Regions from separate parts of the Mus musculus genome. Here all the other regions are linked to region 6. The links are chromatin contacts, called in public Hi-C, HiChIP or PLAC-seq and promoter capture Hi-C maps. All regions are on one chromosome and are shown on one strand. Each heading gives the region's core, a stretch centred on a gene start, on an enhancer-like site or on the middle of the called end of the contact. The rest is flanking DNA. Distances are from core to core; before and after follow the strand shown.

Region 1 (4,814 bases), core at 367-2,866, 1.3 Mb before region 6:
TGGTTAGTTATATTTCTCTGTAGTGGGGACCTCTGTGCATTGTGGGACATTCAGCAGCGGCTTTGTCTCTATCCACTGGATGCCAATAGCATATCTCTACCCCATGGGACCATCATAAGCATCCTTGGGCATTGTCAAGTGGTCTTTGGAGGGTAATGTCACCCCTGCTGGAGAAGACAGTGCTGGGGGAGGTCTGTTCCCCATGAAGGAATCTATGGAAATGGTTGGGGACCCTGAGTTCCAGTCTCAGGGGACTCTGCATGTCTGAGATAGGAACTTTGTCATACATTGGATGTCAGGAGTTAGGAGAAAGGTGAGGTCCAGATACACTACCTTGAGCAGTTCAAGGGTGTCCAGATGTAACATCCCCATCCCTATATCTGCAGTCACAGCACAGAAAAGACCAACTTAGTTTCTTGTGGGAGAAGAAGACAAGAAAGTTTTCAAATGATGTATACGCAGGGGAAAACTGAGGCGAAGACGACCTAGGAATCAAAACTGGAGAGAAGTGGGAAGCAGAGAGACAGTCTTAGGACCCCTCCAGCTTTCAGAACAGGCGCTCACATCTGCCTACACCTCTGAGGAGAGGAAGGGAGCTGCTGCTTGATGGCTTTCTGAGGTTTCCACACACGAATCAGAATCTCAGGCGCCCAAGCTGGTCAGTGTGTCTCCCCATTGAGATCAGTAATGATGCAACCGGCTAATCCCACTAAGGCAAAGCTGCACCGCTCCAGGCATAGCCAGGCAGCTGTACACCCTTGAGCTAGTTAGCTCAGCACTGATCTGAGCTCTCACTTCATCCGTGGCAATATGGACTTAGTAATTTTCACGTGGCAGACTTCTTGATTGAAGATTAAATACAAAGAGACATACGAAGCACCTATCGCATAGAGTAGTATTTAACGACTCTTGGCTATTTACTCATCTATTTTCTGTCCATCTCTAGTTACTTGATTTACTTTATGTCTGCGGGAGTGGGGGATTATATCCAGGTATGGCATCTTCAGTGCAGATGTGTTGGCTATGATTGGCATTATAATTCCAGAGAGAGTTTCTGAAGATGTATATTTAAGACATCTGGTCCCCTTGAGACATAAATAGGCTGAATCTTAATGATACTCAGTGTTTGTATTGAAAGTAGAAAGTCCAGTGAGTCACATGCATTTCCAGGCTCCAGATGTTTGGAGAGCCATGGCAAAACCTTTATGTAACTGTCAGCATGCCTGTACCTTCCTGGATGCTTGCATCTGAACTTCTGTACCAAATGAGCCTTATGCCTTGCTACTCTCTTCAACAACAGACTCATTTGACTGTAGAAGCTCCAGGAGCCACTACAAGACACCAGGATGCCTGCAACAGCACCTGCATCTCTCTGAAAACAAAACTCTTCACTGAACTGATTTTAGTTAAACATCACCTTTCCTTAGCCATGTGGATAATTTTTTAAAAGGGCTAAAGGGCTTGGGGCCATTTTGAAGGCGTTTGGCTAATCAATACCTTGGTTACTAGTTAATCACATTGAATGGGAACTGGGGGACTTTTGACCATTTTAAACATCCGGTAGACAATTTGGGTCCCAGCCTGGATATATCTATGGCTTCTAAGGTAGGCTCTTCTCGTCTTTTACATAGACACTAGTTGGTGACTTCTGGATGAGATGTTTGTGGTTGCTTTCTTTGGCTTGTCTTTGGTGGCATGGCACCCTGGGGTAACTGCACAAGAGAAGGTGAACCAGTAAGTGGGCTTTGGATCCTTACAAAACTGAGGTCTTCTGCTGGGGAATCTAAGACATGGTGATGTTGGCAGTGGGCTGTGGTGGCATGGAAGAGAATCTCTTTTCATATTGTTACTAATCCAGCGGAGGAGTGGAGCAGAGGAGAAGCCAGTTAGTAATAACGAGATCAGCCAGCTATCAATTTCCACTCAGCAGTGGGGTAACGCAGACCACAGTGTTTAATCTCTCTGATTTCCCAGTTTTCCTGCCTGTAGATGGAGCCTCATAGCACCTCTTCTATAACAGAAGATGCAGATGTAATACAATCCTGGATTTCAAATGTCCTCTGTATATAGTAGGCATTTAATAAGTCGAATTTTTCTCAAGCAATGTGAGACAGTTAAGAGAAAATGGTAAAAAAGAAATCCCACTTACACTGGTTGGGGGGATATATTTAGGTAATATATGTAAATATTTTTGTGGGTAAGAGCAAGACATTGTAGAGAGACGTGGCCACATCATTCTAAACCTTTGTTTTGAGGAGACAGCAGAGGCAACATTCTCCTGTGTCTTGCATTTTTGGCTCTTCTATTTTCCTGAGATTTCCAACCTGCCTTCAGATATTTATATTTCATTGTTGAATATTTTATTGTACTTAAGCAGAACCTTTATCTAACCTTTGGGACTTTATTTTAAGCATTCTCTGCCTTTCAAACATTGGAGGCTTAAAATAAAGTTATTTTAGTCAAATTCTTATTCGTTGATTTAATTTTGAATCATTAGTGCTCAAATCAGTGGTTCTCAACCTGTGGGTCCTGACCCCTTTGTAAGGGTTAAATGACCCTTTCACAGGGGATGCATATTAGATATCCTGCATGTCAGAGATTAACCTTATGATTTATAACTGTAGCAAAATTACAATTACGAAGTAGAAACAATTTTTTTTTCAGTGGGGGTCACCACAATGTAAGGAACTGTCTTAAAGGGGCACAGCGCTAGGAAGGTTGAGAACCACTGGATTAAATACCACAGTAAGAGAGAGTCCCTTTAAGTAACAGTTCAGAAGGGGAGACGTGTTTTATAAGCAGATAATCTGTAGCTTGTATTTAAAACAAATACAGTTTTAGAACATCATAAAATCCATCGCTAATAATAATTAGAAGACCCAGGCAAGAGGTCGGTGGTGAAGAAAATCTCAGCTGAGATACTCTCAATTATAAAAGCTTATCATCGTAATCCTTTCTGAAAACGAACAGGGTCTTGATGTTTGATGAACTTATCAAACAAGACAGTTCAGTGAAGAGGCAAATTTCGCGTTAAGGCAGAGAGATCCAAGTCAGTGCTTTACAAAGTGCTGAGGGAGAAACCATGGCGCTCACTGCCAGTGCGTCTGACATCGGTTTTCAAAATAGAAAGTTACAGGACAAAAATCATTCTCCTGGGTTCAAATCCCTGTGCTGGCACTCGCTATGAATAGTTATTTGATCTTGAGCAAATTACATAAGTGTTCCAGGCTGCATCTTACACACTTGTGAAACAGGAGGAAAATAAGATCAGGAATTAAGTGCCTGCAAGTCCCTAGAACAATGGAACAAGGCCCCACTTAAAGCACTCACCAAGAGCTGCCCCCAGGCATGGATGGCATGGGGTGGCTAGGACCATTGTTAGGGTTGGATTTTCCATTTGTTTGGATGGTTGACAGCAATCAGAAAGAAGAAATGTACAACGTGCCAGTTGGCTTGGGTCTTCTAGATTTATCCAGATCAATTAGAGGCTTCAACTTTCTGTTGTATTTTTAGCAACAGCACTTGTTTTTTCCTCAAATAAAATTCCACAAGAGACTTAATATGGAAGATGCGCGCATGCACGTGTGTGTGTGTGTGTGTGTGTGGTATGCCCGCATGTGTGCATGCAAGTGTTTAACGGTACACATTTACTTTGTAAGCTTATGATTAACATTTGCTTTTTATATATCTGGATAGAAAAAGGGTTGCCTAAGTATAAAATCTTAAAGCCAGGAAGGCTGTTATAATTGGTAGCAAAATCAGTGATTCTCTAGTACAGGTTTTATACAAGTAACAATTTTTTGGCATGTGTTATTTATAAGGCTTATTTAAAACTTGAAATCCTTTCAATTTATTAAGATTTCTTTTATGGCTAAGAATAGAGCATTAGTGGATATTCCATGTTGTTCAGTATACATCTAAATCAATGAAGTCCAGCTGGGCAGCCTGTGGCTTAAAGGATTGACTCTTTCTTCTATTACTAAGAGATGGGGACAATATTCAACTGTTCTTGTGGGTTTGCCTATCTCTGTTTCAATTCCATCCGTATGTGCCTTTCGAAGCTGTCATTAAACACATGTGCGCATGTGGGCACACATTCACCCTCACGTTGCACACACACATACACACACACACACACACACACACAGGCACACACACACACACACACACACAGGCACACACACACACACAGGCACACACACACACAGGCACACACACACAGACACACACACACACACACAAAGAGGCACACATGCACTTACCCTTGCACTCATGGGATGGGGTCTGGGTGTAGAATGGTTCACTGCATAGCAGAGAGGATGCAGGGATGGGAATGTCTGCTCTTGTCTGGCTTCTTTATTTTATACCTTTAATTCTATCAGGCCCCTCGGCCCATAGGATGGTTTCCCACACATTCTTGATGGGCCTTTTCTCCTCACTTGTGTTTCCTTGGAGAGATTTTCATAGACATACCTAGAGGGTAGACTTTATCAATCTGTTCAGTGTTCTGGAAACCAGTACCGCAGACAGTTAAGATGGGCCAACCCACAGGACTGACTCTCTTGTTGATGATCGTCCCTTTCAGCATTGAAACATGCTTTCATTATCTTAGGTGATTATTTTTAATTTGCAGTTTATTTTGTTTAATGGTAATGTAGTCATTCGTGTTTGCTTATTGCTTGTGTTTGCAATGCAAATGACTATCTAATAATTTATTTTAATTTATATGACCTCATTTTTAAAATGTATCATCATGTAGACAAAGATGACTTTGCTTTATTTATTTAGTCTAATTATGATTTCTGACCCTTTTT
Region 2 (4,483 bases), core at 1,476-3,975, 1.3 Mb before region 6:
CTTAGGCCAGTTTCTGAGAATCTGGCGGTTCTTCCAGGCCAGTGTTCAGTAAGAGATGAACTCACTACCCTGGAGTAACTGTGGAAATCAGTAAAGAAGAAAGGGACCATTGCTGAGTTGGAGAAGCAAAATAGAGGGGGCTATCAGGGTACAAGTAATGGGGAAAACAGGGAATGAGGGGCTCTAATTATGGAAGGGGAAAGATAAATACAAAAGATAGCGGGTAAAGTAGCTCTAAGGATGTCAGAAAAACTCATCATACTATTAACTATCTACCTAAGAATACCTACAATACAAGTAAGTCTGTGTATAAATATACATATATAGTTTGAAGGAAAATTTATCAGCTCTGCTGACAATTCTTCTTCCTAGGGTCAAAGTCATCTAACAAAACCCCAACACTAGGCATGAGAAGTCCTCTTCTGAGTTGCTGGTCAGAGTTGTCCAAGTAACTTTCAAAACATTACAGGTTGTTGCTACTGCTCTTCATTGCACCCCCAGAGGTGGAAGATAGTAAGTCTCTATTGCTAAAACCACCATGCATTTCAGACCTAGTGCTGAAAGAGTCTTGAGCTGAGTTAGTCCTCCCTGAGGACTAACTTTCCTGGCACCGGAAGCTGCCATGCAAGCTTCTAAGGATGGAGTAAACCAACAGTCTTACCCAGCTATGACATTTATGAACCACAGCAACCACCACCATGGTTTGCTGTCTCTAAGAGTGTGGTAGTGGTAATGCGTAACTAGGTGGTCACCAGGAACACTCTAATTGGACTTAAGATGTATTCAACAAGAAGGAAATTGTGTACAGTACTAAAAACCTAACCAACTACCCAGGGCTAGTGAAGTCATGGATCTTGGAGGAAAGCCTTTAACTGCTATTTTACTAAACTAGCATAATTCTTAACTACGTTATAATGTTGGTCCTTCTATTCACAGATGAGTGTAGCTTTCATCTCTCATCAAGGAAACTTCTCTTTCAATAAATAGAGAACATTACAGAAAACCACAACCAATCAAAGCATACTGTTGTGGGACCTAGTCCCAATGAATACATCTATGACATAACTCCCACACCCAAGGCTCAGAGATCACTGAGGAAGAGGGAACCAAAAGACTAGAAGAGCCAGGGGGATAGGGAGTTTGCTGTGATATTGTGTCTTCCAGGAATATCAGAAACCACAGCCACGAAGTCTCAGCAACACAGTTGCCTAAGCACGAGCTGAGAAAGGACAACAGTAGGCATGGCAAAGTGGACAGGAGGAAGAGAGAGGCCTCAGCCTGAAAGGAAGAACCAGAGGCAACTAAGCAGTGCTGAGAGAGGAAGAAACTGTCTTCCCCAGGGAAGAACACATGGATTGGTCATGCAATTCCAAATGGCCAGCCCTGAAAACATATATACAAGAAGCATTTACAGACTGCATTTATGCATTTATGTATATGTATATGTACATTCATATAAATATATAAACGTGTATATGTATGTATATTTGTGTCTGCTTGTAGAAGATGATAATTAATAAAAAAAAGATACTGTGAATTTGAAAGAGAGCAAGGAAGGGTATAGGGGAGGGTTTGGAGGGACGAAGATGTGGAGAGAATGATATCAATTGTAACATAATCTCAAAAAATGAAAAGAAATACTTTTCAAACAAGAGATGACTCCACTTTGCTCCTGTGATATCTTGGAATATTCCGTTGGCATTTGTGTGAACACAGAGACAGTGGGAGCCGTCACCAGGTGCTTGAGGGTTAGGCCAGGAAGTGCCGCAGCTAGCTTTTCAGCCCACTGTCTGGAACTGCTACTTGGGTCTCTAGTTACCTGCAAGGAAGGCAGGGCATCACAGTCTCTCCAGAGAAAGGCAGTGTGTGTATCTGCTATTGCAGTGGAGGGCGTCCCAGGATCCTGCCTCTGACCCACGGTTCTGAGACTCCCGTCCATCTCTCCACTGCACTCTCTCCGCGCACACAGTCACGAGTCATCCCTTCAATATCTTGTCCCTGTGATTCTCTGACAGCCAGCTTGCATTTCACTCCTCCGTATTTTCTAAAGCAAAGAAGAAACTCCCAGCTTTCCTGACATTTGATAGAACCAGGAAAGCTCTTACTACCTCCGAGACGTTCAGCCTGATAATGTATATGAGGAATAGATCATTTACTTACGCTCAAAGCAGATAGACTTTCTAAGGAGAAGTACTCTGTAATGCAGACATGGCTGGGAAGAATAAATCAAATCTTTCTGTGTACTTAGGGGAAAAGGAATTATTCAAATGTAGCCTACAGCTTCAGGTCCATTTATGGAGCCTGCAATCCTAAATAGTGACCACCAGGGGGAGCGCTAGGCCCATCTCTACACGGGTTCTATTTTTAGAGGCTGATACTTGCCTCAAGGAAGAAACCAAAGAAATAAGACTATAATACTTTTTTTTTTTTTTAAATCGGACCAACTTATAAATTATTTGTGAGTCCAATAAAAGGCAATTATCAACATTTCCTACTATTTCAAGAGTAATATATTCTATGTTAGAAAAAGATTCAATTTATTCCTTGGCTATGATTCAGATGACAGAAAATTGGAGGCAACCGAACCAAAAGACTGTTCTCCTGTGTAAATGTGTCTTTAAAACCCAAATCAGATGCTTAGGAGAGTGCTTGCTATAACGTAAGGCACCATTGTCTTCAAAGTTCCCCTGTCCTCTCTCCAGTCACTTGGACAAGCTGTGCCCTTGCTAGGTAGAGGTAATGATGTAACAGGGCGCCGTGGACAAAACACCGTCTGTGGCATTTTCTGGACACAGGGTGCAAGCAGCCTCTGAGGAACAGAGAGATTTGAAGCATGAAGCCTGGGGGAAGGGTGGATTGCAGACATGTAACAGACTCCCAGGACCCTAGGGGTCAAGTTAGGGGCCCAGAATCAAGGACAAGAGGACAGTTCTACAAGGAAATCCCCGGCATAAGGTCTGCTGCAAAGCCATGCAGTAAGGGAAGCACTGCAAAAAGAATTGGAACCTTGCCTTTCTGCGGCAATGAAACTGAGATTTTGGGCAAATGATCTTCAGGCTGCTCATAGCAGCTCTCTCACAGATTGGGCATAAATATGAGATGAGCTAAGTGGTGTGTGTGTGTGTGTGTATCTGTGTGTGTGTGTATATCTGTGTGTGTGTGTATCTGTGTCTGTGTGTGTGTGTGTGTCTCTCTGTGTGTGTGTGTATCTGTGTCTGTGTGTGTCTGTGTGTATCCGTGTCTGTGTGTATCTGTGTGTGTGTGTTTGTGTATATCTGTGTGTGTCTGTGTGTGTGTGTGTCTGTGTGTGTATCTGTGTCTGTGTGTATCCGTGTCTGTGTATGTTTTTGTGTGGCCATCACAGGTAGTCAACAAATACCCACTGTCTTCCTGGAAAAGGACTTGCATTTTCCTAAATACAGTTACAAATACGTTGGACCTCTGTATTTTCACAGATTCTGAGTCTGTGGTTTAGGCACTCAGACTTTGCTTTGAAGTCCTAAATGGGTGGGTGACGGTGGACCCATCTGGGCATGAGGCTCAACTCCTAAATCCCTTGGCTCTAAAGGAGGCCTGCTGTTAGAGGTGTTAGAATTTAGATGAATGGTGAAGAAAGGTCAAGACAGTGGGAACGAGAGCCTACAGCGATCTCTCACCCAGCCGCATGGACTAGCAGGAGGTACTTCCCTTGGCCTTGTGGGAAGCAGACCACATGGACCGAGGAAGATGAGCCGCTAGACCAACCTCAATGTCTGTCCACCTCGAATCCTTATATTGGGCCTAATCCTCAGTGTGCTTGTGTTTGGAAGGAGACCTTTGATAAGGTCAGAGCCATCCTGGATCCAACTGATGTCCACCTCCTGTCCCCCATGACAACAGCAAGAAGCCAGCTGGCTGTGACGTAGAAAGTGATTTCTGCTCAGACCCATGCCTACCTGTGCCTTGATTGCTTGGTCTCTAGAATGGTGGGGAAGAAAGGTTTTCTTCGGTAAGTCGTCTAGTCTGTGGCATTCTGTCACAGAGGCCCAGATAGACTAAACAAGCTAGAATCAAAGGAACTTGGAGGTAAGAAGCGCTAGGCGTGGTTGGCAGACATGTTGCAAATGTCCAGAGGTCAAGGGTGTCAAGGCAGCGGTCCAGAATGAAGGAAAGGGGGCTAGGTGGACAGGAAGGCCATCACGCAAGGTTTGCTATGAGGTTCCACACAGGAGCAGCACATGTTTTACTGAGTAGGCAGGAGCAGCACACATGTCACAGAGTGGGCTGACCGCACCACTCTTCTGGCTCTTAGTTGTCCATGTGATTGCTATGTGACCATGTTCCATCCTCTGACATCATATTCACCTCAGCAGCTTGTTCTCAACTTCCTCCCCCGCCTTCCTGCCTTCCTTAGGCCTTCTCTGTGCTCCGGAAGGCTGAGCTACAGGGAACCGTGGCCAGGGTGGTGCTGGCACGTTCTAGTTGTGAAGTTCTAGTGTGAGGT
Region 3 (4,567 bases), core at 819-3,318, 1.1 Mb before region 6:
CAGGAACAAGAGGAACAGTCCTTTGTCCCGATTGGCCCCTTGCTCATCTGTACCATTCTTCCCTTAAGTATCTGTCCCCATATTCATGAGCAGCCATATGTAAGACTAATTCTGGAAGAGGCGGCCCCGTCAGGTGCAGCCTCTGCGTGAATTGGGCCGCTGCAGAGGCACATGTACTTACACTTACAGGTTGACTTTTTGGCACATCATAAACACCTTCCTTCTTTTGGCTGGTGGGAACCTAGAGAGAAATCAAATTCAACAGTCAAAACACTGGGGTTCCACTTTCGTTCTTTTTCTCTATGTAGCCCTGGATGGCCTGGACCTTGCCCTGTAGACAAGGTTGGCGGTGAACTCATAGATTCCCCTGTCTCTGCCTCCCAAGTGGTGGGATTAAAGGTTTGTGCCACCATCATCTGGCTTGGTGCTCCACTTTCAACTCAGTAAATCATGTCTGCATGTTTGACTGTCCGTGAGATGGCCCCTAAGACAGATCCAGGACGCAGCCCCGAGGAGTGGTGTTAGCTGTGAAGGCCTCAAGCCAATCTCTTTCCCTTGAGAACATTTTATCAGGACAGGGGTAACTATCTTATAATAAATTCCTGCTCTTGAGCCTTTCTTAGAATCAAAGAATAGCTATGGGGACCTCAAGCATCATGTGGTGGAAATGAAAAACCAAAACAGAACAACAACAACAACAACAACAAAACACCCAACTTCATTTGATTAATCCTACAGGAAGTTCAGCTGTTTTGATTTTCTCTGATGTAACTACAGAGTTTGTGGTTGAGCATACATGTCTCTGTGCTATAAAAAAACAAACAAACAAACAAACCAAGTCCCTAGTACCTGCCAGCTTTCTACTGGTGTCTCACATAAGCCACCTGCCAATCAAAGGAAGGGCCCACATGACAGGGAATGTAAGACACCAGGATCCAGGAGTTCCCGACTAAGCTGACAGCCCTCCAGATCTCCCCTCACTTCTTTCCCCTGCTCATGCATCTGGCCTCCTGGGGCTACTTGCTGCCTGCAACACCCTGAGCGGGTCATCCATCCCCACTGGCTTTGTTGCCTGACCGACAATGTATCTCACTCAGGTTATGCTAAGAAGCAAAACGAGAAACAGGATATCAGACGAGCAAGAACGATGAAGCCCCACAATACTGAAATATGGCGGGCCGATGATCTCCTTTGTCACACATAATCATATACATATGTATATGAACACATTTTGTGATATTAATAGTGTTGAATACTTCTCTAATGTGTCAATCAAGGGCTCTGCACTGAAACATTCCAGATTGGAAGCACTCATTAACTGCTCCTCCCCCAGACTGCCACGGCTTTGCTCTCCTCGGCAGAGACCAAGCAGCAGTGGATTTATAATGTCCTGACAGTGGGACTGTCTTTCCAGCAGGCTGGATGCTCCTCAGGAGCAGATAGAGTATGTCATAACCAGAAGGTCCGCTTTGAATACCTGCTGGGTAAATCTTCCATACAGCAGTGTGGGGGATACTAAAAAAAAAAAGATTGCTTGCCACACATGGACGAGCCAGCTATTCCATCCCTGAGTAAGAACCTGAACTGACATGTTGAATTCTCCTATATTTACCCCCGTTTAACTTAAACTCCTGATGCCAACCCTACCCTCAAATGATAGAAAGTGAGGCTCAGAGATGTTTCAGACTTTGCCCCAAACTTCAGACCTGGTGGTGTCCAAACCCAGATCTTTCGGGTATCAAAATAAGATGTTTAGTCTTAACATTACTAGTTAGTTAGTTAACATGGCACTAGGCAAGTCCCAGGAGCTGGCAGGGAGGCAAACATTCCATTTTCCATAAATAGCGATAGAATAACCGGGATAAGTCATTCAGAACTACAGCCATCCCGCTCTGTGATGTAGAGGAGGAAGATCAGGCCTGGAGAGAGGGTCCAACAGTCAGGGATTGGGGCGGCCAGGCCCTGCCGCTCAGGCAGTTCCCTGTTTATTGCTACACTGTTCAGGCTGCTGCTCCAGCCACATCCTTCTCTATAAAACATCATGCCCCACGTTCCCAGAGGCCCATGTGCATCCTTGCAGAAAAGCAGAGCTATGAGTAAGCAGGGCCGGGTGGAAGATCACCTTCCCCAAGCCCAGTGTGCAGGTATCCAAGGGAGAATGTCATTTCTTTGGTCCTGATAACTGGGCTCCATTTAGAAGGAAGCCTCCCCCGAATGCCTAGAGAGTCCTTGTTAACGAGGGCCGATAAATTCCCAGCCCTCGCTTTTGTTTTCAGTAGCTCACCCTTTCCTGAGCAGAGTGAGGAGTGTTCTGTTGCCTGTAATTCACCGCTCACTACGGGCACTTAGCGCAGTTGAACTGCGGCTGCTTCTCAATTATCCCCGCAAATGGAGCACAAGCCCTGCGACGGAGAAACCCAAACTGTGCATAATTGCAAACACTTTTCTACTTGGCTCTCCCATGGGTGAGGTATCAATCTGCTTGTTTGTCCTTTAAGATTTATCTCCTCCAGGCCATCTTCTCACCAGTCCTGCCTCCCTCTACCAAATCTGGTTTGGAGGTTTGGGATGGTTTGTTTTGTTTCCCTGCTACTCTTTCACCATGAAAGAAAAGTCCCCAAGTAACTGCTCTGTCAGGGAGTGTGCCCTTTCCAGACAGGGAGAATGGAAGATACGGCCCCGAGTCAGCAGAACTCCTTGGATTGGGGGAGATGGAACTATATACAAGCTACTAATGCAGAATGTGAAACAGGCTTTTTCTACTCATGGAGCTACGACAGCACGTGCTGTCTGTGTGTCACTAGGACCACAGCTCTGTAAGCTTGCTCAGCACAGGGCGCATACTCAGTTATCCTTGAACTTTTATATCTAAACATTAAGCAAAGATTTGCCTCATCAAACATTCGCCGGTGAGGGCTAAGGTCTGGCTCTGCACATGTGATTTGTTCCATCTAAGGGACCACTGAGGTATACAACAGTGATGTAGAGTGTTAACATTTTAGATGAAGCAGTGAGGATCTGGTCCCTAACCCAGGCTTGGGTCTAGGGTGGGTGACTTAGAGGAGACATGTTGCTCTCTGAGCCCCAGTTTCCTCTACTGGTTGACATGAGCATCTAGGGGATTATCTATAAAATCCTTAAGGACAGAGACCGTGCAGTGGTCACTATTAGTTTCCTAGGTGCTCAGCAGATACTTAGGTGCCCACATATATACTTCTCAATGAACAAGTTAAGTAGACTCTTACACCTGAAGTGATACACACAGAGGGCACATTCAGGTCAGCAGTGTGGTAATTATGTGTAGAGAGGCCATTCAGGGGTGTGTTGGGCGACACAGGACTAGCTTTACTGTTTAAAATTGATACTTAACACATGGGGAGATTAACAATAAGCTCTGAACAAATGAAGTGAAAAATACCCACTTAGAAAGCGAGAGGCCCCACTTGTGGACTGGAATTAGAGCCTGTGACGTTGGCACTCGGATTCCCTTATGTTGAAAATGACAGCCTCAGTTTCTCTTCTCAACTCACCAAATGACAGAAAGGTCACCGGTAAGTCACGTGTAAAATTGCCCTGTGCTATTCTAAAGAGAACTAATGTTTTCTGAGGCACGTGACACAAGAGACAATTATGATTATTAATAGGAGGAGGCATCGCTCCCCCTTGGAAAGATGTCTCAAATTGCCTCAGAGCCTCTTCATTGTCATGTTGAACACAACAGCAAAGCAGGGCTTCAGCTTTCTGAGGGGCTCTCCCACAAAGTGAGCTCTGTAGGCAGTTTCTCTTTCTGTTAGGACAGAATCATCAAAGGTGGTGCCTGATGATGATGGTGGTGGTGGTGATGATGATGATGATACAAAAGTAAAAGGATGGCTACACAGAAGCTTCTGTGGACAGGGCATATCAGAGCATCCGAGTGTGGAGCCCACACTGGACTATCTGCAGTTCACAGTCCAGGAAGCTGAGAGACAAAATTTATGGATATCATCCAAAGGCATAAAACACTGAAAGGCTACAAGGCCTCAGGTCTCTGTGTGCTTCCTTCTAGAAACAGGGGCCAGGATAAAAATGAGATCACTTTGAACCAGTAGTAGAAACAGTAAGATGCATGCAGCGGGATCAGCTATGTAGTAATTGCCAGCGCGCACGCACACACACACACAAACAAAACAGGCCTTCTAATGGCAGTGATTTGAAGGCCTGGTAATCTTTGGGTCGAGGGCTTATCTCTTGTTAAGTGCACTGAGCCCAGGTGGATCTGCAGTACAGGAGAGGAACATGGCCACAGGCCTTTCCAATAGATGGGATAAAATATTCATTCCCGTAAATGATGCCTTCCTGTTAATGATAGGCAGATGGGAAGATCAAGAGGCCAGCGCTATTAAAACAAGTGAGATCTTTTAGATAGCTACTTAAAATACACAGGACCTAATTGGGAAGCCCAGAGCCAAGAAACATGGAGCTGAAAAGAGCTGAGAGGAAGAGGTACTTATTCCAGAGGTCGGAGAGACTGACCTGCCTTAGAGATCCTGTCTCACAGGCTCAGCAACCTCAGCAAGATCCCTGG
Region 4 (4,368 bases), core at 550-3,049, 1.0 Mb before region 6:
GGCCCAGCCGGGTTGAGTGCCACTCTGCTTCTCTGTTGCTATGATAAAATAGTATGACCAAAGGTAAATTGAGGAGGAAAGAGCTTATTTCATCTTATATCATTGAGGGATGCGAAAGCAGAAACTCAAGGCCAGAACTAAAGCAGAGGCCATGGAGGGATGCTGCTCACTGTCTTGCTTCCCCCTGGCTTGCTCAGCTACCTTTCTTTTACAGCCCAGGCCCCTCTGCCTAGGGATGATACTATCAACAGTGGGATGTGTCCCCTTCAGTCAATTAGCAATCAAAAAGTGCCCCATAGGTGAATCTGATAGAAGGATTTCCGTAATTGAGGTTTCCTCTTCCAAGGCATAACTAAGTTTGTGTGGAGTTGACACATACTAATCAGTGGAATAGCTTATCTTGGGTCACACAGCTAATATGAGTTGCCACCAGGGATGGCTGGTTCCAAGTTCCAGCTGTCTCTTTGCCTCCATAGTTTCTAATGTACTTAGATGGCCTCTATTTCTGCTCCCCTATATCTGTTATTTTTATTTCTTTTTCTTTCTGCATGAGGAATCCTAATTGCCGATGTAGGTATTTAGCAATATAACTGACGATTTCAACATTTTAACTTGTGGTATAAAATGATTGTAGCAAGTAGGTAAATGAGTGTGGTTGCATGAAACGAAGTTTCATGTTTTGCCACAGGTCACCACAGAAATGAGGTCATTATATTTAACGGAAGATTACTTTTTATGTTGTCACCAATTTGAAATTAACCTTTGCCTTGGTCACAGGAAAGTGTCTTAGGGAGACAGAAACTTGCAAGAATGTGAATTGATTACACTGCAGCCGGTGGAAGGAGGGCTCGAAGAGAAGCTGGGGAAGCCAATGCCATTGTTTAACACAGTAAGGAAGCGAAATGGAGAGCTGATGCTGGCAGAGGCACCCACAGCAGTAAGACCCCAGACATGATTTCAGCCTGACACAGATCGCAACCTGAATTGTAAATCCACCATGATCGGTATTGTTATATAGGACAGATTTCCCAGACTTTTTGAATGGAGGTGAGAATTAAATAAAATCATGTAAAATTCCTGGTGTTCTGCCCTGTACAGGGAGTGCCTAATCATGAACAGTTGTTACCCACCTCAAAAGTTCTGTTCCTGAAACTATATGTTCCTGTTGCCTGCTGAAATATGTACTGTCCTTCTTCCTGAGTACGTACCCTGAAGTCGCAAATCTCAGCATTTCAGGAGATGCCCTAATTTGGGAACACTAATCATATACACAGTAAGAGAAGGCCATATTGGAGCATGGTGAGACCCTAATGCAACTATCACAGACAAGGGGGAAACTGGAGAAAAACAAGCATATCTAGAGAACTCCACATAAAATCATAGCAGAGATCATGGGGGGAGTATCCCCAACCCAAGAGGTGTCAAAGAAGATGAGTAAGCCATGAGAAGAGCACGGGATCCTTTAAGAGCAAGGGCAGAATCATCCTGTAGACACTGGCCTGAGACTCCCAGCCTCTGACACAGTGGACAGCTCCCCCTGGTTGTTTCCATTACCCAGTATGCTAGAGCTTTGCTGCAGTATCCTTAAGCCATTAGACATCTACATTGTATTTCTAGGACTCTTTATTTGAGAAGGCTGTCAGGACAACAGGGTGGTGGGGTCAGGGGTAAAGGAAACCAGCACTGAACAGTTGTGATGGTATCTTGTCCAGCCTCTGTTCCCTGGGTGAGCTTCCCTGTTCCCTGCTGTAAGACAAGGAGGCAGGGCTATGCTGGGCTGGTTTTCAGTATGAGACGGGAAGCCTGGTAATAGTTTTCCTATTACTGTCAGGCCATGCTGCTGCCGCCATCGGAAGCTTGCAGTGTAGTGCAGCGCCGTGCAATTTACAGCTGCATCTGTCCAATTAGTTCCCATTTAGCGCTGTGCAGCATTCCCCAAATACGCCGCAAACCACTGAGGCGGTGGGCTGAGCTCACAGAGCACAGGGATCAATTGTTTCTCTTACACTAATTGGCCCCATGATTTGTTAGGCTGTTGCTTTGGAAAATGAACTGTCAGTAAAAGAAATTAGCACAAAACTGCCCCCTTCTTCTTCAGAAAGGCATCAGGTGCAGTTCTATCATCACTCCAAGCTACCTGAGGGTGTCAGAGGTGGAGTGGACATCAACTCAAAAATCTTTTTCCTATTTGAGAAGGGAGAAGTGTGACTCAGGGTGGTTAAGCAACTTGCCTAATCAATTTTCAATCAATAGTGAAGAACAGGCTGGGGGTGAAGGGCAGTGTGGTGTCAAGCTTCATGGGTAATCTGGCTTTGTTCGGTTGTCTTCCCTCCCATCTCTCCTTCCTCTTCTTCACACAGCTTCACCTCTGTGCCAGACTCCAGGACAGCAGCACCCGAGTGAAGGTGGAAGAAGGAAAGCTTCTGCAGTAAATACCACTCTGCATTGGCCCAGACCTCGGAAGCAAGCTTGACTCCTACAAGTGACCATCAGGACTGTGTGGGATGCTGGGGCTAGCAAGATACCTGCCCCTTTGCAGCTCATTTCCATAGCAGTGTGACAGGGAAGCTAATGTTGTCAAAGGACCCCTGCCCAGTCTCTCAATGCATGCCATGATCTGTAAATCTCCCTTTGTGTGTCTGCTTCCTTGGTTAGCATATGATTCTTCCATAGACTAAGGAAACCAGAGAAGTAATTTTAATTTTCAGTTCTTCTTCTGTATGGTATCCCTATCATCTAGCATAATGTCTGAAAGTGTGTGTGTGTACTCACATGAGTGAGTACGTGAGTGCTTGCTCGCATGCACACGTATGTTGTTAGTAATGATTTGCTGATGAATGACCAAATACTGTGCTTATATCATAATCAAGGTAAAAACAAGGTAGAAATAGAGGCTTGAAGTGACTGTGGAGGAGGAAGGCCTTAAGATAGTCCAACCAGAACAAAAGCAGAGTCACATAGCTATAAAACACATGGGATAAGAAATGCAGCAGTTTGGGACCATAAAATGTGACATCAAGGGTGACAGTCTTTGAAGGTGACAATGGGAGGAAGGGCCAGGGGATGAAGGAGTTTCAAGCTAGAGCAAAACTGAGGGCTGGTGGAAATGTTCAGTTCAACTCACTGCAACAAAATTGATCCTGCTGATTCTTGGATGACAGTTACTTCAAAGGGCTCCCCCTGCTGGAGCAGTTTGTCTAAGGGCCTGGGCTAGAGTACACATGAGCTGAGCAACCTGGCCCTGGGTTGTGAGAGCAGACTCTGTGGTTTGTGTGGGTGTGGGTGTGGGTGGGGGGTGGGGTCTAGAAATGTGCTTGTGAACTGAAGATGAATACTAGTCTCCCTGACCTATTAATTCCTGCTTGGCAGGCCTCAATCTGTGGCCGCAAAACTTCAAAGTCTCCTAGCAATCAATGACAGGATTTTGTCTTACTAAAACTAAGACATGGTGTTACAGTTAGATGTGGCTCCTGACTTCATTATATGGCTTTATGTTAACTTATGGTGAATTGTGAGCAAGGTGTGAAGAAGAGTTGATGGTTTGAATTGTTCTTGGCTCTCCAGTTTCTTCTATCTGTGATGTGGGGAAGTCACTGATCTGGTCGTCCTCTTTCATAAGAAGCTATTTTGGGGCATCACCTTGAAGACTGCATGGTAAACTTATGTGCTTAGGTGGTATAAAAATTTGAGTGGCACCTGATGTGCCAGAAACAACCTTAGACATAGAGCTGACTTGCCTGCCCTTCCAATCATTGTGTGACCCTATAAGACACCACAGAGGAACAAGACATGGAAAATATATGTTAATTGAGGCAGCCCCACCTCTTTAGGAGCCCATGGTCAGGAGAGAAAAGTTTGGAGTCTCTACTCTAGTCTACTCTACTAGAGTAGAGTCTAGCAGGTTCTCAGAGACCTGGAGATACTGAGACCAGACCCAAAGTGGAATAAACTGGGGAGCTGGCCTCTCTAGTAAGGGCTGCTAAGAAGAGATACTTAGGTCAATAAACAAAAGTTAAGGATCAACTAAGGGACAGGCAACCACTTTAAGGCATGGGTAGTAGTGAGGGCCATGGCCAAATGCAGCTTGCTTTGAGGACTTCTGAAAACTCCCAGGGTGACTGATAGGTGTGCATCTGTGTGAGGTCATCTATGTGTTCCTTGCAGAGTCACTCATCACTGTGAGCTAATGGAGAGAGAGGACAGGGCTAGTATGGAGGCCCAGGCACATCATCTTGGTGATTTTGTGGCAGTTTCAGGGTAAGACAACAAAGGATCGCCACTCTGGCTTCCAACTCATCTAGCTGTCCCAACTTGTCTCCAACCCCTTTCTCTTCTAAATCTGCCGTGCCTTTTCTAGAAGCCTTGACA
Region 5 (4,258 bases), core at 503-3,002, 1.0 Mb before region 6:
CTATAGGCACCTGTCACATTGTGTTATTACAATTCTATATTTCAATTAAAGCAATGTAGCCAATTTAAAAGTTCTGCCGTGTGCCACTCACAATTCCGAGATCTAAGGATTCAACTCACACATTTTAATATCCCACTTTTCCCTTCTTCTCATTTTCATGTAAATCAGGTTGAACACTGTCTTTTTTCTTCTTCCTCTAATCTAACCCTCAAAATACAACGCCAATTAAACAGTCTGTGTGGAGACAGCCTCCAACACTCAGCAGGATTTCACTCTGCTACTTTCTTTGATTTTCCCGAAAGTTGTTTTTTTTTTCCCTTTAAAAATTTTCCATTTTAATTTCCATGTTCTAATTTTACAAGTGATGTCATTTCCTTGTAGGGCATATCCATGGGGTTGGAGCGAAGCAGGCAGGGATGCTATTCCTGACCCTCTTTTCAATTGGCTTGGGGGAGGGGGGGGAACACAGGCAAAGACAGTTGCATCTGGGCTTGACACCTTCTTTCTGGCAGATCTCCTCACCTCATGAGCCTCTCTACTGCAAAGACCAGCACCTGCCTTGCTGGAGAACCCCATCCTCTGAGGCCCCCCCAGGCAGGCACCCCATTCTATTAATCTCCTTCTCCTTCTCTTAGGCAATAGTATCTACTTTGGGTTAACCTTTTCTCCAACAGAAACAAGATCTTAAATGGCATGGAGAGCTCCTGCTATTTGATATTTATTTGATGTCTTGAAATCTTTCTTCCTGTTCAGTTATTCCTCTGACAACCCCTCCCCTGGCCCCAGTATATTCTATGCACCGAGAGTTTTTTTTTTTTTTTTTTTTTTTGGTCCGGGGGGTGGGGGTGGTTTCAGGGGTTTGTTCCTTTAATCTTCACAAGGCACAGGCTCATTAAAACCATTCCTGCACAGGGGGTGGGAGGAGCGAGTGTTCTATTTGCCCAGTTTAAAAGCTTCATCACAAATTTTAGGTCATTCCCTGAGTTTGGCGGGGCATGCATCTCTTTTATAAACAGCCAGCATAAGCCATCTTTGATGTACATGGGTCTGGATCAGTCCCAGAGGGCTCCAGTTGGTAGGGCGGGGCTTCCTCTTCCTGTCTTGTCTAGGGACTGCCAGGCAGGATTGCAAATCACGAAAATTTGAATTTCCACTCATAGTATAATGCTTCAGAGAGAAAAGAGCTTGAGATACACAGAGTGGTTTCCATTGATTCAATGATAGGACAAGGAGGTCCATTTAAAAGCATAAAGTTGGTAAAGGGATGAAAGCAAGATAGACAGACAGACAGACAGACATTCCTCATCTTCTGAGCTCCTTCCAGGTGTTAAGCTTGGGAGAAATTAGTGAGATTCCATTCCTGTGCTCAAGACAAGACAGAGGGAGGGGGGACCAGATAAATATGTCCATTGCAAAGGAATAAATGAAGCCAGGCAGAATAGACTAAGTTTATCCAGGTCTTGGGGAGGCAAGTGTCTAGCTGCACTGGACTGATGAGCCCTGCTCTCATGAGGAGAGAACTATGTCTGACAGCTCTGACTTACAGATGAGGTCACCGAGGCCCAGAAATAGAAAGTGATTTTCTTCACGCTGTTAACCAAGATCAATCAATTGGTCATTTTGAAGTAATACACAGTAGTAGCCAATCCATATGTAACCCCGTGCTAGATTCGAGGAGCATAGATACAGAGTTAGCCCTTGAGATGTGACGTGGTTAGTGAGGAAGAACAAAAACGAGCCTGCTCAGGGAACAGGACACTGAGCCCTGTCTCAAGAAGAACTTGGCACGACTTGAATGAGTCCAGCTCAGAACTGAGGACCAGTGCTTTGGGCAAAATACACTTTAGCTGGCGGAAGTCCAGAGGACTGTACCCATGCCAGCCATTGACATTTAGGAAAGAATACAAATGCCTAACTCTATGCATCCTACTGGGTGGGCTCAGAAGGGACAGTCACAGTGTAGTCCAGGTATGAAATCATAAAGTCTCAGGTGGGAGCCAAGTTCTCCCCTTGCCCAAGCTGCTGAACCCTGGCCAGCTCATCCGCTGTTCATCTACCCTGGGAGGATCCCACTCAACTCAAAGAGTGTGGGAAAGGACACTAGGCTAATGTGGACAGCACCAACATGGTTTCCCATCTACCGTGCACAGTCAGCTCTGGACAGGCCTTTCCCTTCCTTGTGTAGACCATTTCCTGGTAGTTCTCTTGATTAAGAGTATAAGATAAAACCAAACCCAGTTATTCCAACACAACATTTTACCCCAACATGGGCAGAAGGCTTTGCTGAAGATTCAGCTGTCTGCAGAATTCAGTAAGGAGAGAGTATGTAGGATGGATTCTTATAGGACCTTCAGCTTACACATAGTTAGGGAGTCCATCTTTATCCACACACTTGAAAGCCTCAGTCCCTGCTTGCCATACAGCAGCTCCTCCCTGCCCTAACATCTACCCTGCAGTCAGAAGGGCGGCTTCCCACTCCTTACCACAGCTCTGTTCTCCATGGCTCCCTTTCCCACACTCTTCTAGCTATTCAGTTAGGGTCGTGCCTCCATTATTGGGTGTGCCAGTTGCTCCAGGACAAGATGCTACTGTCTTTGTCAGGGCTGCACTCCTAAGTCTACCCAAGTGCATGACATAGGGGCATGGACTGCATTAATATAATCTAGATATCAAGAGAGCATTCTATGAAGTCAAGTCTCTTAGTCCGTAAGAGCTGGGTAAAGTAGGCTGATGAGTGCCTGCAGGAGTAAAGGAGACATCATTGTGAATAACAGAGCAGCCTTCCTCCATGACCATTTGGGCCTACTCATGCTTGCCTTCAGGGCTTGATGCTACATCCCTTACTCTGACCCAACTAGTCTTGGCCATACCCAGAATGTGACAATAACAGATCTTCTCCAGCTTGCCCTTCATGTACTGTCACTGCCTGTGGCAGTCCGGGTGCTGGGATTGGTAACTGCAACTTCAACCCTCCCTGTGTGTGCCCTTGGGATTTGGTTTCTACTTCCGGTGTGGCGGTTACTCTTTCTGACGGACCAGCATCTGCTTCCTGCTCTTACTGTTCGTACCGCTGCTGGGGAGTCTTCTTCTGAAAAGCGTTTGCTCATTCAGCCACTCATCCGAGGGTCAACAACCTCTGCTCCCAACTCCCGAACATGGACCCTGTCATGCTCCCACCCTCTCACTCAGGATGGGCTTTCAACACACCTTGCGCCCAGTGCGCAATGATGACGAGAGTTTCATACACGCTCGTGGGGGGACAGGACTGCATTTTTCACACATACCAGGCCTTTTAGCAACCTCCAGTTTTGATCACCTGTAGGATGAATGTTATTTTCAGTAAGGCTGGGCTTCTCCAACATCTGTTTGGGATGAAGCTCTGAGGGTAAGTCTAAAGTTGGGAATATCTGCAGCATGGTGATCTGAGAACTCAAAGTAAGTCCGGCACGACTCAGTGTACTCTGCTTCACTGTACCATTCCCATAACTCCACGAGTACGTGCATTTTATAAATACTAGCTGAGATGATGAACAACCACCCTGTGCTGAGCATTGCCCCTCTATGATCCATCTGCAGAGTTCAGCCCTCCCCCCAGCTACACGGGGAAGACACAATTGTTTTCCCACATTTGCCATGAATACAGAAAAAGTCCCGGGCACACAGTAGGTGTTCCCAAGCATTTTCTGAGTGATTACATGAATCTCAGGCCATTAAATGATCTCTAAACACAATTTGCTCTGCCATAGTCAATAACCCTGGTGTCATTTAAGTACTCACAAGACTTCAAATCATGGACGGATCAATGCATATTACCTCCCAGGCCACAGTGACAGTGATGCCTGGGATGACAAAAGACTCTCTGTGACACAGGACACAGAGCCATATCACCCTCAACATCCATTTGCACATGAGGCACATTAGGTTAATGAGCCATCAGTAAGAGGCCACATGTGTCCACCCGTTCATCACATGCACACAGAACATCTGCTCCGTCCCATAGTCTGCCCTCTGCTAGGCATAGAAAGATACGTGACATTAGCCCCTGCCACCATTTCCATATGCTCATGGTACTCGAGTCTTCTGACCACATGGAATACTGAGTTCTGGTTAGTCACAGAGTGGAGTTTTCTGGCCCTTTGTGTGGCTTCTCACCATCTTCTGTATCCAAAGCCGTGCCGAGGGGACCAGGCCCCATTTTCAGGCTTACTCTGAACAGGCTTTCGTTTCAGGTGTGACTCTTAATGCTGTTGGCCTCAAT
Region 6 (4,415 bases), core at 1,047-3,546:
TACCCTCTCTCTCTGCACTCAGAAGGAGGTAGCCCTGCTGTCACAGTGTACTGGCCAGCTACTCCTCCCATCCAGCACAGCAATGGGGGTGTGGGGAGGGGGGCAGCCATAAAATTCAGAACCAGCTACTGTCAGCACTGCAGGCGCTGTGAGACCACTGGGTCCAGCCCTCATCACATCACCGCTAGAGAAGGGAGCCCTGACATCGAACGCCAAAGGGATCCATTACTCGAAACCTCAAACATAGGACCTGTTGCAAAATCTTGTCTATCTGAGGACGCACCTCCAGGTTTTTGCCTTCTGAATAGGATTCTACTACCTTATAAGCAGGTGCCTAAACAGACAGAAGCAGCTTAAGCTCGACACATAAAGGGGTTAAAAAGCACGTTGCCTTTGGAATCCACTGCATGCACCCTGCAAAGGAGCTGTTGATCATGGAAGTGTATAGAAGAGGAGCCTGCGGCGGTGGAGGGCTCTAAGCTCTGAAGACCTTTTTAATATGGCTGTATTGTAATACTGCAGTGCCAAACCCCACCAGTGGTTCCAAAAAAGAAAGGGGGAAAAAAAAGCCTCACTATGCAGCAGAACTTCCCAGCCCTGGAAACAGATTGTCTCCCTTTTGCTCCCATTTAATAACGGTTTTATTTAACACAATCGGGGGAGATATGTGTTCTGCTAAGCAGTGTACAGAAAGCTCTGTCTGCAATGATGCGATTCTTTCTACATGAAACTAAGAGGCAGTCCCCTAAACTCAGCCTCCCGAAGCTCAGCAAAGCCACTACGAGGTGATGCGATTCGCAGAGGGAGCCGCTTGGAAGGGTGTGTGTGTGTGTGTGTGTGTGTGTGTGTGTGTGTGTGTGTTAGGGGGTCAGGCATGCAAGGGGACACACCTTTCCTTCAAGCCGTTGGATACACCATGTTGCCTGAAAAGTCTACCCAGACTAGTCTGTCAAGGGTTAATTTTCTCAGCAAAAACTGAAGCAAGCGCGCACGCACACAGACACACACACACAAACCACACCACACCACACACACACACACACACACACACACACACACTCCTCCGTTGACTCCCACCACCTTGGTGGGTGGTCACCATCCTCTTAATTTTAAATTCCAGAACGCAACCGCCCCCCCCTCCGCCCCCGCCCCAGTACTATTATTTGGGAACAGCCCCCGTACCTGGGCTCGATTCCCACCTCATCACCGGTGGAAGCTGAGAGCCCGACATAATTATTTTCCTACAAGGTTATGCCTAATTGACCACTAACCTAATTGATTAATCATTTCATTTTTCAAAGCAGCATCCAAGAGTCAATCTAGCGAGGAGATAGAGAAACATGTACGCAATGGTCCAAGGGATACAGACCTAGGGAAAGACCCCAGGCCAGCTAAAACCTAAGAGGCTAGAAATGAAAACGCGACAGAAGCAGAGAATTGCGCACGGCCACAGGAGGATCAAACCAGGAGCCTCAAAGCGGCCAGGGTCCAGCAGGCTCCAACACGGATGAAGTTGTTTTCCCCCGGGGACCAAAGGGTTAAAACGACGCCGCTCCAACCCAGTCTCCTCTATGCTGGAGGGGAGCAGAATCCACCTGTCCCCTTCTTAGGCAAACCCCGCTGGTTGTCCTGAGGGTCGCCCTAGCTCTCTGGCCACAACTTGCCCCTCTGTGCGCGGCCCTTGCCTGCGCCTTTGCGCGCTACCCAAAACTTTGCGCACACTGCGGCCGCCGCCTGGCCGTTCAGCGCGGCGAAACGCGCCACCAAGTCCAAGAGCTGCGGACAGCCCTTCTGCAGCCACCACCGCTTGGCTTTGGGCTTCAGACTTTTCTTTCCTCCGCCTCCAGTCCCCATGCAGGGGCTCCCTCGTGGCTGCGGGAACGCGACTCTCGGCCCGCAGTGGGCATTGCGGCCGCGGCGCTGCAGACCACCACCCTGCAGGGTCCATGAGGCGCCCACCCGACGGCTGGACGACTGAAGCCATCCTTGCCCTGGCGCGCCCACCCTAGCTTTCCACGCCGCGGCCGCCAGGCGCAACACCCTCTCCTACCTTCCAGCCGCTGAAGACCACACTCTGCTCAGCCCTCTCGACACATCATCCTCTGGCTGCAGAACAGGGCGACCGGACTCTGCTTTTGTTCCCTGGGGCGGGGAGGTCCGTGCGGGGCCAGGGAGCGGGAGATGCAACGGAGCTGGGTATCTGGAAGAAGGGAGGCTCACTCCCGGCAGCTCTAGTGGCGGCAGTAGTGGCGGCAGCAAAGGCAGCGGTGGCAGCAGCAGCAGCAGTAGAGATAGTGCCGGCTCTCTGCAGGCCACATCTTTCATACCTTATACATCACTACCGCATTCCCCCGAATAGGAGAGCCCATCAGCATTTCGCCACCTAACTAAGGATACGAGCGCCGGCAAGAGTGGCTTGGCTGCACCTGGCCACAGTGTGGGCTCTGCTCAGGAAAGGACCCTCAGCACCCAATTGCCACTCCCTCCTAAATCACCACAGCATCGTCTATAACCATCACTGGTCTCCCCGCAGCGCTCTCCTTAGGCTCTCTGCTCCCTAGAATGTCTGAGCTTTAGGGCAAGCAACAGAGGTTTATTATGGAAACTCATTTCCAACTGCCACTTCCCAGGGAAGGTCTTTGCACGGGAGGTTACTGCTACAGAGGCACCCTCCTGATTGCACGTGGTTTCTAGATGCCGCCTTGGGAGCAGGCTTGTGGGCACTGAGAGAGGCAGCCCGCACCAGAGGATTGGGTCCCTGTTGCTTCATCAATAAAATGGGAATCAGATGAGCTTTTCTGTGAGGTTGTGGTGAGAATATAATGAGATAAACAGAGTGGAACTCCCTAAACAAAGCTTAATTTCTTCCTTCTTCCAATGCAAGCCTGCCTTCCCTCAACAACTGTCAGCAACAACCCAGTAAATATTTGCCGTGAGCGTACCTCGGTTCTATGCCAATCCCTATTTTATAGAGTAGAGTACAGCTTGGCTTGGACTTTTCTCTCCAGTGAAGACACAGAAAATAAGTAAATCAAGAAGAGTTGTTGAGTGGTATTGATCACCAAGATTGAAATAGATGGTGGCATGCAATGTGAAGTGACTGGAGATGCTACTTAGCTTGCTTTTGTCAACTTGACACGAAACTTGAGTCACCTGGGAAGAGAGACCCTCAGACTGAGATGTTGCTTCCATTATATGGGCCTGTGGGCGTGTCTTCCGGCCACATTCTTGATTGAGGGTTAATGTGGGAGAGGCCAGCCTTCTGTGAGTGGAGCTACTTCTGGGCAGGTGTCTTGGGTTGTCTAAGAAGTAAGCTGAACAAGCCATGGAGAGCAAGCAGGTAAGCAGAGTCCCTTTATGGTCTGTGCTTCCATTCCTACTCCAGGTCCCTGCTCTGACTTCCCTCAATGATGGACTGAAACCTATAAGATGAAGTAACACCACTAAGTTGGCTTTGGTCAGTGTTTTATCACAATAACAACAACCGGAACACCTAGGGAACTGGAACAAGTAGGAACCTGCTTAGGTCATAACTGCTAACCCAAGTTCTACGTCAGTAGGACCTCATCTCCTCATCTCCAGGGCAGAAGAAACAGCCAGAGCAAATGTCCCATGCAGGAATGAGTTGAGGGCATCTAAGATGGAGGAGGGTACACCTGTAGCTGGAAGCAGCAAGGGTAATGACCCAGTGGTATGATATAGAGTGGGTGGTTCCATCTGACAGGGAGGTTCACCTCCACAGAGGTCAGTAAGTAGATTTGGCACTGGAGTTAGGGATGTGAGTGGTGTAGCATTCCCTGTGGGGTTGATTTGTAAAAGTTCACTCTGGCCGGGCGTGGTGGCACACGCCTTTAATCCCAGCACTCCGGAGGCAGAGGCAGGCAGATTTCTGAGTTCAAGGCCAGCCTGGTTTACAAAGTGAGTTCCAGGACAGCCAGAGCTATAGAGAGAAACCCTGTCTCGAAAAACCAAAAAAAAAAAAAAAAAGTTCACTCTGGCTGCTATGGAGATAGTGGATTGGAGAGAACTTGGGCAAATGCCATTGGAAGAAGAATCAGTAAGAAGATCCAACAGTGCTGGATAAAAGTCCCTCACCATCTCCTGACTTCCATAATCACAAACCACATCAACTTTTCCTTCATCCAACAAGAGATTGGGAGTAAAAGCCACTGGTGAGCAGTTCAGGGAGCCTGAACATGAGCCATCCCAACCCACTCTCTAAATATCCTTTCCTCAACCAGAAGATGTAAATGGTTACATATTCTCATGACTTACTGTGTTGATAAAATGATACCAGGAAGATGTACCCAAGGGACTAAATGACTGTTAACTTCATCTTTAAGATCTCTTTACTTTGGGTCCTCCAGAAGCCCAAGCACCACACATGCCCTCTATTCCCTCTAGGAACTGCCTTT

The links. Promoter capture Hi-C pulls out the DNA fragments that hold promoters and counts their contacts. Hi-C and Micro-C count contacts between places; a contact is called where the count stands out from the background. HiChIP or PLAC-seq counts read pairs in DNA pulled down with a chosen protein or histone mark.
Region 1: a contact with region 6 is called in a promoter capture Hi-C map of stem cell-derived epiblast-like cells, with 9 times the contacts expected there. The contact joins the promoter of C8a here to the promoter of Dab1 in region 6. A contact is called at or near these places in 8 of 39 promoter capture datasets (embryonic stem cells, hippocampal neurons, liver and 2 more) and 2 of 484 Hi-C or Micro-C datasets (both in cortical neurons).
Region 2: a contact with region 6 is called in a Hi-C map of cortical neurons. The contact joins the enhancer-like site here to the promoter of Dab1 in region 6. A contact is called at or near these places in 8 of 39 promoter capture datasets (cranial neural crest, embryonic stem cells, hippocampal neurons and 3 more), 4 of 484 Hi-C or Micro-C datasets (cerebral cortex, cortical neurons and ventral hippocampal neurons) and 2 of 115 datasets of contacts at active chromatin or transcription factors (VIP interneurons and forebrain).
Region 3: an H3K4me3 HiChIP or PLAC-seq map of forebrain shows a contact between it and region 6, with 6 times the contacts expected there. The contact joins the enhancer-like site here to the promoter of Dab1 in region 6. A contact is called at or near these places in 7 of 39 promoter capture datasets (the 3T3-L1 cell line, the C10 cell line, embryonic stem cells and 2 more) and 1 of 115 datasets of contacts at active chromatin or transcription factors (forebrain).
Region 4: a contact with region 6 is called in a promoter capture Hi-C map of second pharyngeal arch cranial neural crest, with 4 times the contacts expected there. The contact joins the enhancer-like site here to the promoter of Dab1 in region 6. A contact is called at or near these places in 5 of 39 promoter capture datasets (the 3T3-L1 cell line, the C10 cell line, liver and 2 more).
Region 5: a contact with region 6 is called in a promoter capture Hi-C map of hippocampal neurons, with 7 times the contacts expected there. The contact joins the enhancer-like site here to the promoter of Dab1 in region 6. A contact is called at or near these places in 5 of 39 promoter capture datasets (frontonasal cranial neural crest, hippocampal neurons, liver and 2 more).

Annotation. Positions count from the first base shown.
Region 1 is chr4:104,873,200-104,878,013 of GRCm38.p6, reverse strand. It overlaps C8a (complement component 8, alpha polypeptide), which reads left to right and starts at 1,616. Exons shown (of 11, transcript NM_146148.2): 1 at 1,616-1,734. The coding sequence starts at 1,658. It also overlaps a transcript of Fyb2 not described here.
Region 2 is chr4:104,892,038-104,896,520 of GRCm38.p6, reverse strand. It overlaps a transcript of Fyb2 not described here. Among named protein-coding and RNA genes, the nearest start is that of Gm40216, 4.2 kb to the right of the region's middle. Within about 2 kb of position 2,725, at least 11 of the 459 cell types and tissues checked have an H3K27ac peak or open chromatin away from gene starts, as enhancers often do. A contact at or near this core is called in cortical neurons and forebrain, where this site is marked.
Region 3 is chr4:104,684,057-104,688,623 of GRCm38.p6, reverse strand. It overlaps Dab1 (disabled 1), which reads right to left. Exons shown (of 18, transcript NM_001369047.1): 12 at 182-241. Among named protein-coding and RNA genes, the nearest start is that of C8b, 80 kb to the left of the region's middle. Within about 2 kb of position 2,068, at least 13 of the 459 cell types and tissues checked have an H3K27ac peak or open chromatin away from gene starts, as enhancers often do. A contact at or near this core is called in forebrain, where this site is marked.
Region 4 is chr4:104,664,567-104,668,934 of GRCm38.p6, reverse strand. The region is part of intron 7 of Dab1 (disabled 1); the gene reads right to left. Among named protein-coding and RNA genes, the nearest start is that of C8b, 100 kb to the left of the region's middle. Within about 2 kb of position 1,799, at least 12 of the 459 cell types and tissues checked have an H3K27ac peak or open chromatin away from gene starts, as enhancers often do. A contact at or near this core is called in second pharyngeal arch cranial neural crest, where this site is marked.
Region 5 is chr4:104,640,510-104,644,767 of GRCm38.p6, reverse strand. The region is part of intron 7 of Dab1 (disabled 1); the gene reads right to left. Among named protein-coding and RNA genes, the nearest start is that of C8b, 120 kb to the left of the region's middle. Within about 2 kb of position 1,752, at least 45 of the 459 cell types and tissues checked have an H3K27ac peak or open chromatin away from gene starts, as enhancers often do. A contact at or near this core is called in hippocampal neurons, where this site is marked.
Region 6 is chr4:103,617,381-103,621,795 of GRCm38.p6, reverse strand. It overlaps Dab1 (disabled 1), which reads right to left and starts at 2,296. Exons shown (of 18, transcript NM_001369047.1): 1 at 2,051-2,296. It overlaps Gm36604 (a long non-coding RNA gene), which reads left to right and starts at 2,742. Exons shown (of 3, transcript XR_376479.3): 1 at 2,742-3,340.